Regions from separate parts of the Mus musculus genome. Here regions 1 and 2 are each linked to region 3. The links are chromatin contacts, called in public Hi-C and Micro-C maps. All regions are on one chromosome and are shown on one strand. Each heading gives the region's core, a stretch centred on a gene start, on an enhancer-like site or on the middle of the called end of the contact. The rest is flanking DNA. Distances are from core to core; before and after follow the strand shown. Region 1 holds the start of Prkar2b (protein kinase, cAMP dependent regulatory, type II beta). Region 2 overlaps Prkar2b (protein kinase, cAMP dependent regulatory, type II beta). Region 3 holds the start of Acp1 (acid phosphatase 1, soluble).

Region 1 (3,518 bases), core at 758-3,257, 1.1 Mb after region 3:
GCCTCCCATTCAGGACACTAGTCCCCTTTTCCATTGTGCATTGCTTGCCTGCGCTTGCATCCCCATGCCACAGACACATAGCATGTGCACAAATGTGTGTGCATACAAGTATTAGACGTCACTGTCCTTTCTATACCATCTGTGTAAGATGCTGTCTAGTTCCCCTTCCTAGTGAGACAAGCATCTGATTTGGTGTGGGAACAATTAAAACTATGATTACCCTATTCTCAAAGCACCCAAATGTCCCAAATTAAAAATCTAAATAGCAATCTTTCACATTCACAGAGCACTAACATCCAGGGTTTGTGTGTTTTAAACAAGCTAAGAATGCATTAATTTTATAACCCATTCAACATATAATTAATTCTACAAAGGAATGAAAATCTTCCTGGGAGGAGGGCGTAAGGGAAATGAAGTGAATGGCCCTTTAGTGTTTTCACTGTGTGAAAGGCATTGTGGACACACAAATCCCACACCAGCAGCATCAACAAATAAAAGCTGCATGCATGCTCGCCTCACACCACCAAGGAAAATACTTGTCCATTTGCACACCACGGCATTTCAGCCCGGGCTCCTGCAAAACCTGGGGTTTGGTCATATTGTGTAAACACGCATGTGTGTCTGGTGTGTCAGGGAGAGGTGGGAAGCATAAGGGGTGGGACTCGCCAAAAGCAGCTATTTAAAACAATCCCTTTCTCTCCCATTCATTCTCTCTAGCTTCAGTGTCTGGCGTGGTCCTTAGATGCTGGCTGGCTTTTCATTAAGACAACTGACAAAGCTCTTAGAACTTCCCATGGTGTTATTTTTTTTTCCACACACTTTAAAAAGAACATCAAAATCATTCAATATATGTTTTGTATCTTTTTTTTTAAAGAAAGAAAATCATTGGCCTATTTCCTCATGCCAAAGACCCCCTAGGTATCAGGCTAAATATGCTCCTTTGTTATATGTCCAAAAATATCGCCACCACATGGTATTGGAAAAACTGGAAAATAAATTATTCGTATTCCAAGAATGTCACAGCTATTATCGTTAATTTGTTTTACCTCAGCGAGTCCGATTTCACACTCTTCTCACTGAGTCCTACATGCTTCGCCCTTTCTCCCAGAACACTCCATTAATAAATCTAAAGGGCTGAAAAGAGGCCGCCAAGCGCCCTTCATGCACAATGGTACTCCCGGAGCCTGAGACATCTCCAACCACGGGAAAGTTAACGATCCAGCAAGATGCCCACCCTAAATCGCCCCGGAAAGAGAGGTGACAGAGGGGCAGCGGGAGCGCAACCTCTCCTTTCCCCACCTCCAGAGAAAGGGAGGGCATGACAAGAGAGCTGAGTAGGAAGGTGGGCGAGTGGGAGCGACCGAAATGGGTGCTGAGGGGGTGGGCGTAATGGGAAGGTGGAGAGCACGGGGAAGGTGGGGAGCTCAGCCCGGGGTTCAAGAGCGAGGCGGGGTTCGAGAGTGAGGCGGACGCGGCGGCCGGGGCTCAGGGCGCGAGGGGGCCGGTCCTCACCGTTGAACGCCCCTGCTTCCGCGGCCTCCTCCTCCTCGCCGTTCTCGGAGTCGGAGCGCATGGGCTCCTCGGCGAAGTTGACACCCTTACTGGGGATGCCGCCCCCGGCGGCTGCGCCCGCGTCCCCCCAGGTCCTGCCCTCATGGCCGAAGCGCGCGGCGCCCTTGCGCTCGTTCTCCTGCTGCAGCCGCGTGAAGTGCTGCAGCGCGAACTCCAGCAGGTCGGCGGGCTGGTGCCTCAGCACCTCCACCGTGAAGCCCTGCAGCAGCTCCGTGAGCCCCGCGGGGATCTCGATGCTCATCCTGCCCGTGCACGCCGAGGCGCCTGGACGCCGCCCTCGCCCCCTATCCGCGGTCCGGTCTCGGGCTGCGCGGCTCCCGAGCGAGCGCCCCGGGCGCTACCGGCTGCGAGCGCGGCGCACTGGGCCCCCGGCGAGGCTGCTCCGTGCGGCGGCAGCAGCAGAGCGAGCACAGCCCGGGGAGGGTTGGCAGCATCTCCAGCTCCTCCCGCTCCTGCTCCCGCCGCCGCTGCGCCGCCCCCCGCCCGGCGCCCCGCCTCCGCCCGCGCGCCCACGTGATCCCCGGAAACCATGGCAACCCGGCGGGCGGGAGCACTGCCGCCTCTCAAGTGGCCCCAGGGTGGAGGCAGCCTGAGCCTGGGGCGTGGGGCTGAGGCCGCGCGCTCCACCTGAGCTCCCTGAGCGAATCCCACGCACCTTTCTCCCTGTCCCACGCAGAGTTGGTGCGGCGCAATTCCTGCTGAAACTTCAGCCTCCACCTTGGTGGCTTTTCCTTTTCCTAGAATCCAACCCCAAGAGAAACGTGCGTGGTGTCTTTTGTTAGTCGCACAGCCCTACTGGTTCTCTTCTGGATAAAAGAGATGCTGCCACTTGTCTGTCACAAAATTTTCTTTAATTCCGCCTTTTAGCCTCGTGGCTGTGATGGTTTGCCTTACAGATGCTCTGCCACACTCTGCTTAGTACATTTCCTACTGGTTACTGAGACAAAGGCCGCATTTATTGTGTAGCACTTAACAAAGTTAGTTGATCCTTCAAGACAGGATACAGGGTAGTCAGGGCAGCTGGACAGACAACTAAGGGTGTGTTACCTGATTAGCCTCTTGTTGCTTATTTTTAAAACCTTTCCTGACACTTTGCGTCACTTCAATTAAATCTCCAAAATTTGAATATAGCAATAAAAAGGAAAAGAGAACTACACATTTGTGCTTTTTAAAGAAAACCCTTGTCTTTAAAACGAGCCTATTCTGAGAATTTTGAAACAGAAAAATTTATCTTTTGCCAAATTAAACGCTGTATAAATATGCATACTTTATTTTCTACGATGCCCATTTCATTGTAAAGCAGTCCAAGTGCAAACTCACTTGAGTTTTATTTTATTCTTAAGTTTTATTTATTTATTGAGTTTTATTTTATTTCCTTAGTTGTTCTCACTTACCTTTCTGCCCACACATAAGGAAAATATGTGACTCACGAAACCCAAAACCTAGAAATCAAAAATATCATTTCGTTTTATTTTTTAAAAATTGCTTCTTACCCATTTGTTTACAATGTTTATTTATCTTTTTTTTTCATAAGGGAATTCATTTCTCAAGTTCAGTTTCTTAACCTCATAATAATAATACTGGTGTGTGTTTTTTTTAAAATAACATACTTCTAAATTGTAATTGTGTGGTGTATAAGAAATAAACTCAGAAAAATGTGGTCTTCACATGAGGCCATATGGAACACAGTATTAGTCAAGTTCTCTACCGAAATGTTTTGCAGATCCAATAATCTAAGATGTATTTCTATCATGTTTCTCCCTACTGCTCAGCAGAAAATGCAAAGAATACTAGTTAAGATGGGATTTTATCGTTGCGGTCCTCAATGTCGATCAAGAATCCTCGCTCATTCAAGCTCATTGCTGTGTAATTCTGGCTTTGTGGCTCCTCCACCTCCAGTCATTTCCTCTAAGTCAGCTAACAGGAAAGTGGGGAAGAGAAAGGAG
Region 2 (3,685 bases), core at 208-2,707, 1.1 Mb after region 3:
TCCAAAGTACTGGCCCCGAAAGCACCGAGCGATTTCCACAGCTCCGTTCTCTTCAACTTCTGATTTACCCTAAGGAGCCAACAAGTCAGTTACATTGAAGTCTGAGATCGTTCTTTTTTTTTTTTTTTCTTTTTTCCATTTTTTATTAGGTATTTAGCTCATTTACATTTCCAATGCTATACCAAAAGTCCCCCATACCCACCCACCCCCACTCCCCTGCCCACCCACTCCCCCTTTTTGGCCCTGGCATTCCCCTGTACTGGGGCATATAAAGTTTGCAAGTCCAATGGGCCTCTCTTTCCAGTGATGGCCGACTAGGCCATCTTTTGATATATATGCAGCTAGAGTCAAGAGCTCTGGGGTACTGGTTAGTTCATAATGTTGTTCCACCTATAGGGTTGCAGATCCCTTTAGCTCCTTGGGTACTTTCTCTAGCTCCTCCATTGGGAGCCCTGTGGTCCATCCATTAGCTGACTGTGAGCATCCACTTCTGTGTTTGCTAGGCCCCGGCATAGTCTCACAAGAGACAGCTACATCTGGGTCCTTTCAATAAAATCTTGCTAGTGTATGCAATGGTGTCAGCGTTTGGATGCTGATTATGGGGTGGATCCCTGGATATGGCAGTCTCTACATGGTCCATCCTTTCATCTCAGCTTCAAACTTTGTCTCTGTAACTCCTTCCATGGGTGTTTTGTTCCCAATTCTAAGGAGGGGCATAGTGTCCCTAAGGAGCCAACAAGTCAGTTACATTGAAGTCTGAGATCGTTCTTTTTTAAAAAAAAAAATCCATATTTTCCTTGTGGATATGAGGAATTTGGGGGCTGTTTACCTTTCTTTTCATAGTAATTTTCACTTCTCCAGATTCTACAATGAAGAAAGAGTCTGCCAAATCTCCCTATTAAAACAAAAATGCAGGGTGAATGTTCAAGTTCCACAGCATCTCTGAAATCATGCCTTTGAAGCCAGCCTACAGGTTCCAGTCCGTAAAGTGAAGTCATAGACCAGACTACATCCTGAGGTTACGATAATTCTACAGTAACTTCTTAGGCATTCGAAATAATACATTCTCTACCAGAAAATATGGCAAGTAACCTCAAAATTTTGTGCTGAGCAGTTTACAAGAAAGGATAGCAGATGCTGTGTGTCCCAGGAGCCCCTCCCACCAGCAGGCTATGTCAGTCATTCTGTGTTCCCTGCTGTGTGTCCCAGCAGCCCCTCCCACCAGCAGGCTACGTCAGTCATTCCGCAATCCTAGGAAAGTAGCACTGTGTCCACCCAAGGCAACTAGCACTAGCACAGAGACTTGCCAGGAGCAAAAGCAACTGGGAGCTTTCGGAAGCAATAGATGAGCTTTTACGGCCTTCAGGCACCAAGCTGACATGTCAGTCTATGACAGTGTACTTCCGGCTCTGAAAAGACTGCTGGGAACGAAAGGCGCCTTCTCTACGTACACCCCCAGTATTCCTGGTTTTTGCATGAACTCTCGTTAGAAACCCACTCATTCATGCGCACCCTTCAACTGTCTATACAGCCTACTTTCTACGAGCTCTCTGGCTAGCAGGTACTGTAATACAACTGGCGCCCACTGGGAGTTCAGAAAAACATGAGGGTTAGAGGGGATTCTTATTAATGCATTCAGTGCTTGCACATGGTACAATGTGAACTCCTTCTGGTGAGTGTTATCTGGAAGCAGATCTCAAGAGCTAATCACGCAAAACTCATCTGCCTGTGGACCTGGGTTCTTGGTAATTTCATGGAATAGCCCCCACTTTTCCCTCTTACACAAGACATCTTACTCCCACTATACATGCGGATTTCATGTTACAAACTGCAAACTACTCAGCTAGGTAATGGTTTAATGCACAGTCATTAGAAATAAATTATATAAACAAAAACATCCAGATTACTTACCAGCTGCAAAAGCATTTTTGATAAGTTGTCTGGTGGAAGAAATATTCATTTAATCTAATACTGCGTACCAATTATGAAAACAAAGTTGAACCTTCTGGAATGTAAGCCTAAAGGAATGGCAGCTCAGTACCGTACCTGAGCAATGATCTGCTCTCCATCATTGTAAACTTTGGTGCCAATCACATCCACCACCTTCAGGCGTTCAGAAACCTACAAAGAAGAGCACCGTGTTAGAGACTGTGGTGTCTATTTCTGGTTATAGCTTAACTACATCTGGAATTAACTAAAACCCAAGAGGCTGGAAACACCTGGGAGGGATTATTTTCCCTTATGTCACTTGAAATGGGAAAACCCGTTTTTAATCCAGATTTTTAAGGTGGAAGGATGCATCTTTAATCCAGTTTTTGAGCTGGGAAGATCCACCTTTCACCCGGGCCACAGCTTCTGCTGCAGCCTAAATAAAGGGCGTGCAAGAAGGAAGCTCTTGCTCCCTCTGCCTGCTTGCCTTCACTCTCTCACACTAGCAAGTCCATTCCCAGCCTGGCATTAGAGCCTACTTCTTCAGGATTCTAGAGTATACTCAAGACCAGCTGAGATACCCATCCTAGTGGACTATTGGATTCTTGCACTTTCCATTAGGAGACAGGCTTTGTTGGACTTGTGGGAGCACAGCCTATAAGCCACTCTAATAAGTGGCAGGCATGCATGTATGTATGATATAAACTCTGTTCCTCTGGGGAAGCCTGATAATACACCGACCAATCACGTAGCCTTACCTGGTTTACATGTTTACAAGGGACGGCCTACATAGTTAAATAAACCCAACTGTTTTCCCTTGTGTAGTTGCTACATTAACTGCTAGAATCCTGAAGTAGACAAAATCGTATTTCTAGTTTCCTGTAAAATACCAGAAGACTCAGCCAACCCCCAGCCCAAATTTCCATATGGCAGCAGTAAAGCTATGGTGGAATGGCAGCTGTTCCCTTAGAGGGAGCACATGTTCTCCGATTTGCCAAAGTCCCTTCCTGGGTTGCTTTCTGTCACGTCACATGGCTCTATCTGACTGGATTACCTCCCTGATACATTCTATTTGAGGACAGGAGTTTCTAAAGAAGATCAGCTGTCTGCGCATTCCACAACATGGCCAAGTTTCTCCCAGGCATAAACCGGCGACTCACAGAGACACGACCACGCCAACATTTGCTATTTTACGACACCATGGGAACATGTACCTAGTTCTCTATAATCGCTTTCAAGAGAGTTCAAATATGAGGCTTTATCTATTATAAAATGTCTAGAAAAGCACTTTCACAATGAATTTTGGCAGAGCCGAATTTGTAAGGTAACGGTTCTTTCATGAACCTTCAAAGATAAGAAACAGGTGGTCTCACTGAGGAGGCATTTGAGCTAAGAAATGAAGGAGATTCATGGAGAAGCCATGGAGTTGTGGGGGAGGCTGTCCTAGGCAGACAGCACATGCATAGATCTGAAGGGAGGGCTGGCATGCGTATGCAACAGCAGGAAGCTAATGTCTATGGCAGGGTGGAAGTGCAGCAGTTAGCAAAGTTGTCTGAGAGGTACAGACAAGGGACCTCGGTGGCCTTCTTCAAAGTTATCCTGTCCTGGGAAGGTTGTTAGCAAGACTGCCCTGATCTGGAACTTAAAAGGATTCTTCTGTAGGTGGCTGATAAAAGTCATACAGGAGGCAATGAAGATACGGACAGAAGGTGGGGCTGGTGAAGTTAACAAAATGATTGGATGCTGAAGATATTCT
Region 3 (3,708 bases), core at 1,182-3,681:
ACAGAGGATGTAGATCCCTGCCCTAAAGTATCTGCTGTACATAAGGATCTCATTTCTCGTATTTAGAATGATCCAAGTTTGGTACCCACAGGCAAAGAAATCGTGGCTGAGAAAGGCTGCCTGGTCTCCAAAACCATGACTTCTCTGGTTACAACTTTTACCTGAAAACCTCATGCTCTGTCTTTGGAGTAGAGACAGGCCCCTTGCCACCTTCATGTCTCTGCTCACCTTCAGATGAGTCCTGACTACAGCCTACACCCTGCTCCCACTCTGCTTTGGCTCATAGTGAACACCTCACCAACTGTATGAAGCCACTGGCATTCCTTGACTGATGGTGACTGCAAAGTACCGGCTTCAGAACAGCTGGACTTCATCTGTGGTGTTCACCACTATATGCACCTCCAGTGGCAAAAACAAAATACTGAATTATATTGACGTCAAACATATGCAAGCATGTACTTCCTTTAAAAGTCATATTGGTACAATATGCCAGCACAGATAACTATAATAAGCAATGTGAATTAAGGCCAGAGTTTTACTTTGTTCTTCATAGAAATTACCTAGTACAGATATCTTGCAACTATCACACACAGTACCTTGTACTGAAAAGTGGAATAATAAAGGGAAAAAAGCTATTGCCCACAAGACAGATAACTCTTCCTAAGAGCTCCACAGGCTGTCAAATAAAAATGCAACTTATGGAATAAAATATCTCGGGGGGGGGGTACCAATGGTCTGGGTATAAAAAATCCTTGACTTTTTTTTCATCATTTTGACTTTATAAAACAGATGGCTTTTCAAGCAAAACCCAGCATTAAGGTTCCCAGTAAAGTTAACCATACCATCAAGGCATAGGACAGCAACAGTTTCTTAAGGGCAGTCCCCACAGGTGGGTGGGAAAGATAAAGCGAGGTAGACAGAAAGTCTTGGCAGACTTCTAGCCTAAAGAGGAGTGTCACTCTGTAGGAAAAGCAGAGGACAAAAGACAAATAGCTGGACTGTTGACAATTTAACCCTTGCCCCTCAGGGTGGAGTCAAGGAGGCAAGAACTCTGAAAAAAGAAAGAATTGCATATTATGTAAAGGAGAATCAAGGTTGAAATTCTGTGTTAGAAGGTACTTAAAAGATTATTCATTTAAAAACAAACTGTTTTTCACATGGCATGAGTAATTGTCCTAGGGACTGAAAACCAAGGTTTCAGAGAGACCTAAAGAAAAGAGACTGGCTGAGAACCATAGCAACTGTGACCCAAGGATGACATCAAACAAACCTGTCACAGAATGGTCTTCCTGTAACCTAGGCTCACGTTGGCACAATGGGGAACAGGGGTGGGGGTGGGGGTTTCCGGCAAGAACTCCAGCTGTTCTAATAGAAGGGGCCAGCTTAGAGAGTCACACTACAGATATGAAGCCACCTGGGCCAGTTAGCAGGTGAGAGGGTTCAAAGGAAGAAAAGCAAGTTAGGTGACGGACAAGAGCATGAGGGAATAACAGGGATGATGATTAATCGTCATCGAGACCTTAACTGATTAGAAAAAGACAACTCTCAGGACGTCGGTGATGGCTTATCCCCCGAGGATGTGATCATAAGGGCACTGACCTAGTCAATGGTTTAACCCAGTAGATTCAAAATATGAGGAAATGACTGGAGGTAATGAAAGATACAAGTGTGGCTGAGCAGAAGAAAATACATCCCGATGCGTGCTCTTGGGGCTAACGCTTGTCTTGCTCTCTACTCTCCCCTTCTGTGATTCCCGTCCACAGGAGCAAATAGTCCCTGACTCATGCTCTGGCCACCTTGAAGGACCATGATGCCTTGCCTCACCACAAGCCCAGAATCTACAACCATTCAAAAGGGGCCTGAACCTCTGAAACTGAGTCAAAACAAATCTGTTCTCCCTAAAGTTGTTTTGGTTGGATATTTTTCAGCACAGAGATTTGGAAGTAACTGCCAAAGCAGATGATGGGCGACTCTCAGACTTAAAAGAGGAGGAGCAAGTGAGAGGGGTCTACGGGCTTGAGAGAGAGAACTCGCACAAAGATTTGTGGTTGAAGGGCACTCGGAAGGGTGACATGGGCTTTGGAAGGGCATAATCTGGGACAAAAATTACACAGATCTCGGGCTCAGAGGAGTACCAGATGATGGGGGATGCATATGAAAAAGGCAGACAAACGAGTATGTGCTCAGACGCGGGCCCAGCCAAGGCCTTCTGATCTGCTTCCTCCGCCCAGCGCTCTTGTTCGGAAGCCTAACAGGGAGAGCACTTCAGGGTCCCAAAGAAAAAGACCCTTAAGTCGGCGAGTCCTTACCGAGACACACGAACAGCACTGACTTGGACCCAACCTCTGCCATGTTTCGGTGCAGACCCTGGCGCCCAGAAACCGCGTCGGGACGAGGCGCATGCGCACTGCCAGGGTTCTGACCGTGGACATGCGCAGTCCGCCGCCCCACGTTCGTACGCGGCCAGAGGCGGGGCCAGAAGTCGCCTAGAGGGCGGGGCTTAGGCGTTCGGGTTGGCAGCCCGGGCTAGCGTTCACTCTGAGCTCTGCCCAGGTCGCACGTCTAAGGAGTGAGGGCGGGGTGAACGCGGGGCGACCCCCAGAGCAGCTTGGGTGGCACGGTGTTGAGCAGGGAGGATTAGGATGTGCCAGGGCAGCCAATGAACTCAAGGATAGCGGCTTGCAGAGCCTCCTAGGGTGGCTCCTCCGATCGGAGCTACCCGCCCTTCCAAGCTAAGTTACCCCTTTGGACCACCGACCCCAGGCCGGGCCACGGTACTTAGCAGTGGGTTTCCCCGATTAAGAAGAGGGGGTGATTTACAAGGCTTCAAAGGAATGAGGCGGGTGGACGCAGATGAGCTACGTTCTGAGCAAGGGTATAGGACCAGTGATCGCTTTGGCAAAAACAGGGCATACACCTATTCCCTTACCTGGGTCAGGTGTGCGCCCGCTGGGCGGGTCCCGTCAGGGAGGCGGACCAAGGAGAACGCTTTCCTCTTCCTGGACTGGAGTGAGGAGCTCGGGTACCGAGAGGAGCGGCAGGCACCAGTGAGTAAGGGTCTGAGCGGCTGGGGCGTGTCGGCACCGCGGCAACTCTTCCTCTTGCGATGGGCGTTGTGAAAGAGGAGAGAAAACAGTCAAGTCCCTGGGTTTGTCTGGGCGCATCCACCAAGATCATACTGCACGGATCCTTTTGTAAATCCTCAGAACTCAAGATTAGTTTTCTACACTCCTGGCTAAAGGTTTTGGTTGATTGTTAACCACAGTCGTTCCGCTTCATTGCAGAAAAAAAATTTTTTTTCCTCCAGCATTTCCAGTTTTGAAGACAGACTTTCATTTTGTTATTTTTCCCCTAATATCTGATGTTTTACCATCTTCTGGTTTCAAATTGTTTTGAGAATTGGCATCCTGTGTACTTGACACAGATGAAGGAGGTGCAGATTGGGGGTTGTGTAGGGCCTTTGTGGGAATGTGATCTCTGGGAAAGGATAGTCCCTAGGGGAGGGGCTCACATGCGTTTGGGACTTCCAGAGGTAGAGGTGTCAGGACTTTGACACAGTGTCTTTGGTTCTGCGATACTTTACAAAGGGGTGGTGTGGAGGGTAATTTGATTGCTGCATCTCTAGTATATAGTGCCTGTATGGTTTTTTTTGTTTGGTTTGGTTATTGTTTTGTTTTGTTTGTTTTGTTTTCTTTTAGTGCTCTGAAC

The links. Hi-C and Micro-C count contacts between places; a contact is called where the count stands out from the background.
Region 1: a Micro-C map of embryonic stem cells shows a contact between it and region 3, with 10 times the contacts expected there. The contact joins the promoter of Prkar2b here to the promoter of Acp1 in region 3. A contact is called at or near these places in 1 of 484 Hi-C or Micro-C datasets (embryonic stem cells) and 2 of 115 datasets of contacts at active chromatin or transcription factors (embryonic stem cells and thymic regulatory T cells).
Region 2: a Hi-C map of muscle stem cells shows a contact between it and region 3, with 3 times the contacts expected there. The contact joins the enhancer-like site here to the promoter of Acp1 in region 3. A contact is called at or near these places in 1 of 39 promoter capture datasets (liver) and 2 of 484 Hi-C or Micro-C datasets (muscle stem cells and uterus).

The regions. Positions count from the first base shown.
Region 1 is chr12:32,059,270-32,062,787 of GRCm38.p6, forward strand. It overlaps Prkar2b (protein kinase, cAMP dependent regulatory, type II beta), which reads right to left and starts at 2,008. Exons shown (of 11, transcript NM_011158.4): 1 at 1,513-2,008. The coding sequence starts at 1,813. Gm51992 (a long non-coding RNA gene) reads right to left here. Exons shown (of 3, transcript XR_003950224.1): 3 at 2,950-3,014.
Region 2 is chr12:31,963,069-31,966,753 of GRCm38.p6, forward strand. Prkar2b (protein kinase, cAMP dependent regulatory, type II beta) reads right to left here. Exons shown (of 11, transcript NM_011158.4): 8 at 2,047-2,121; 9 at 830-895; 10 at 1-69. Among named protein-coding and RNA genes, the nearest start is that of Hbp1, 15 kb to the left of the region's middle. Within about 2 kb of position 1,458, at least 14 of the 459 cell types and tissues checked have an H3K27ac peak or open chromatin away from gene starts, as enhancers often do. A contact at or near this core is called in muscle stem cells, where this site is marked.
Region 3 is chr12:30,909,181-30,912,888 of GRCm38.p6, forward strand. It overlaps Acp1 (acid phosphatase 1, soluble), which reads right to left and starts at 2,432. Exons shown (of 6, transcript NM_021330.4): 1 at 2,310-2,432. The coding sequence starts at 2,352. It overlaps Sh3yl1 (Sh3 domain YSC-like 1), which reads left to right and starts at 2,489. Exons shown (of 10, transcript NM_013709.5): 1 at 2,489-3,047. The coding sequence starts at 3,047.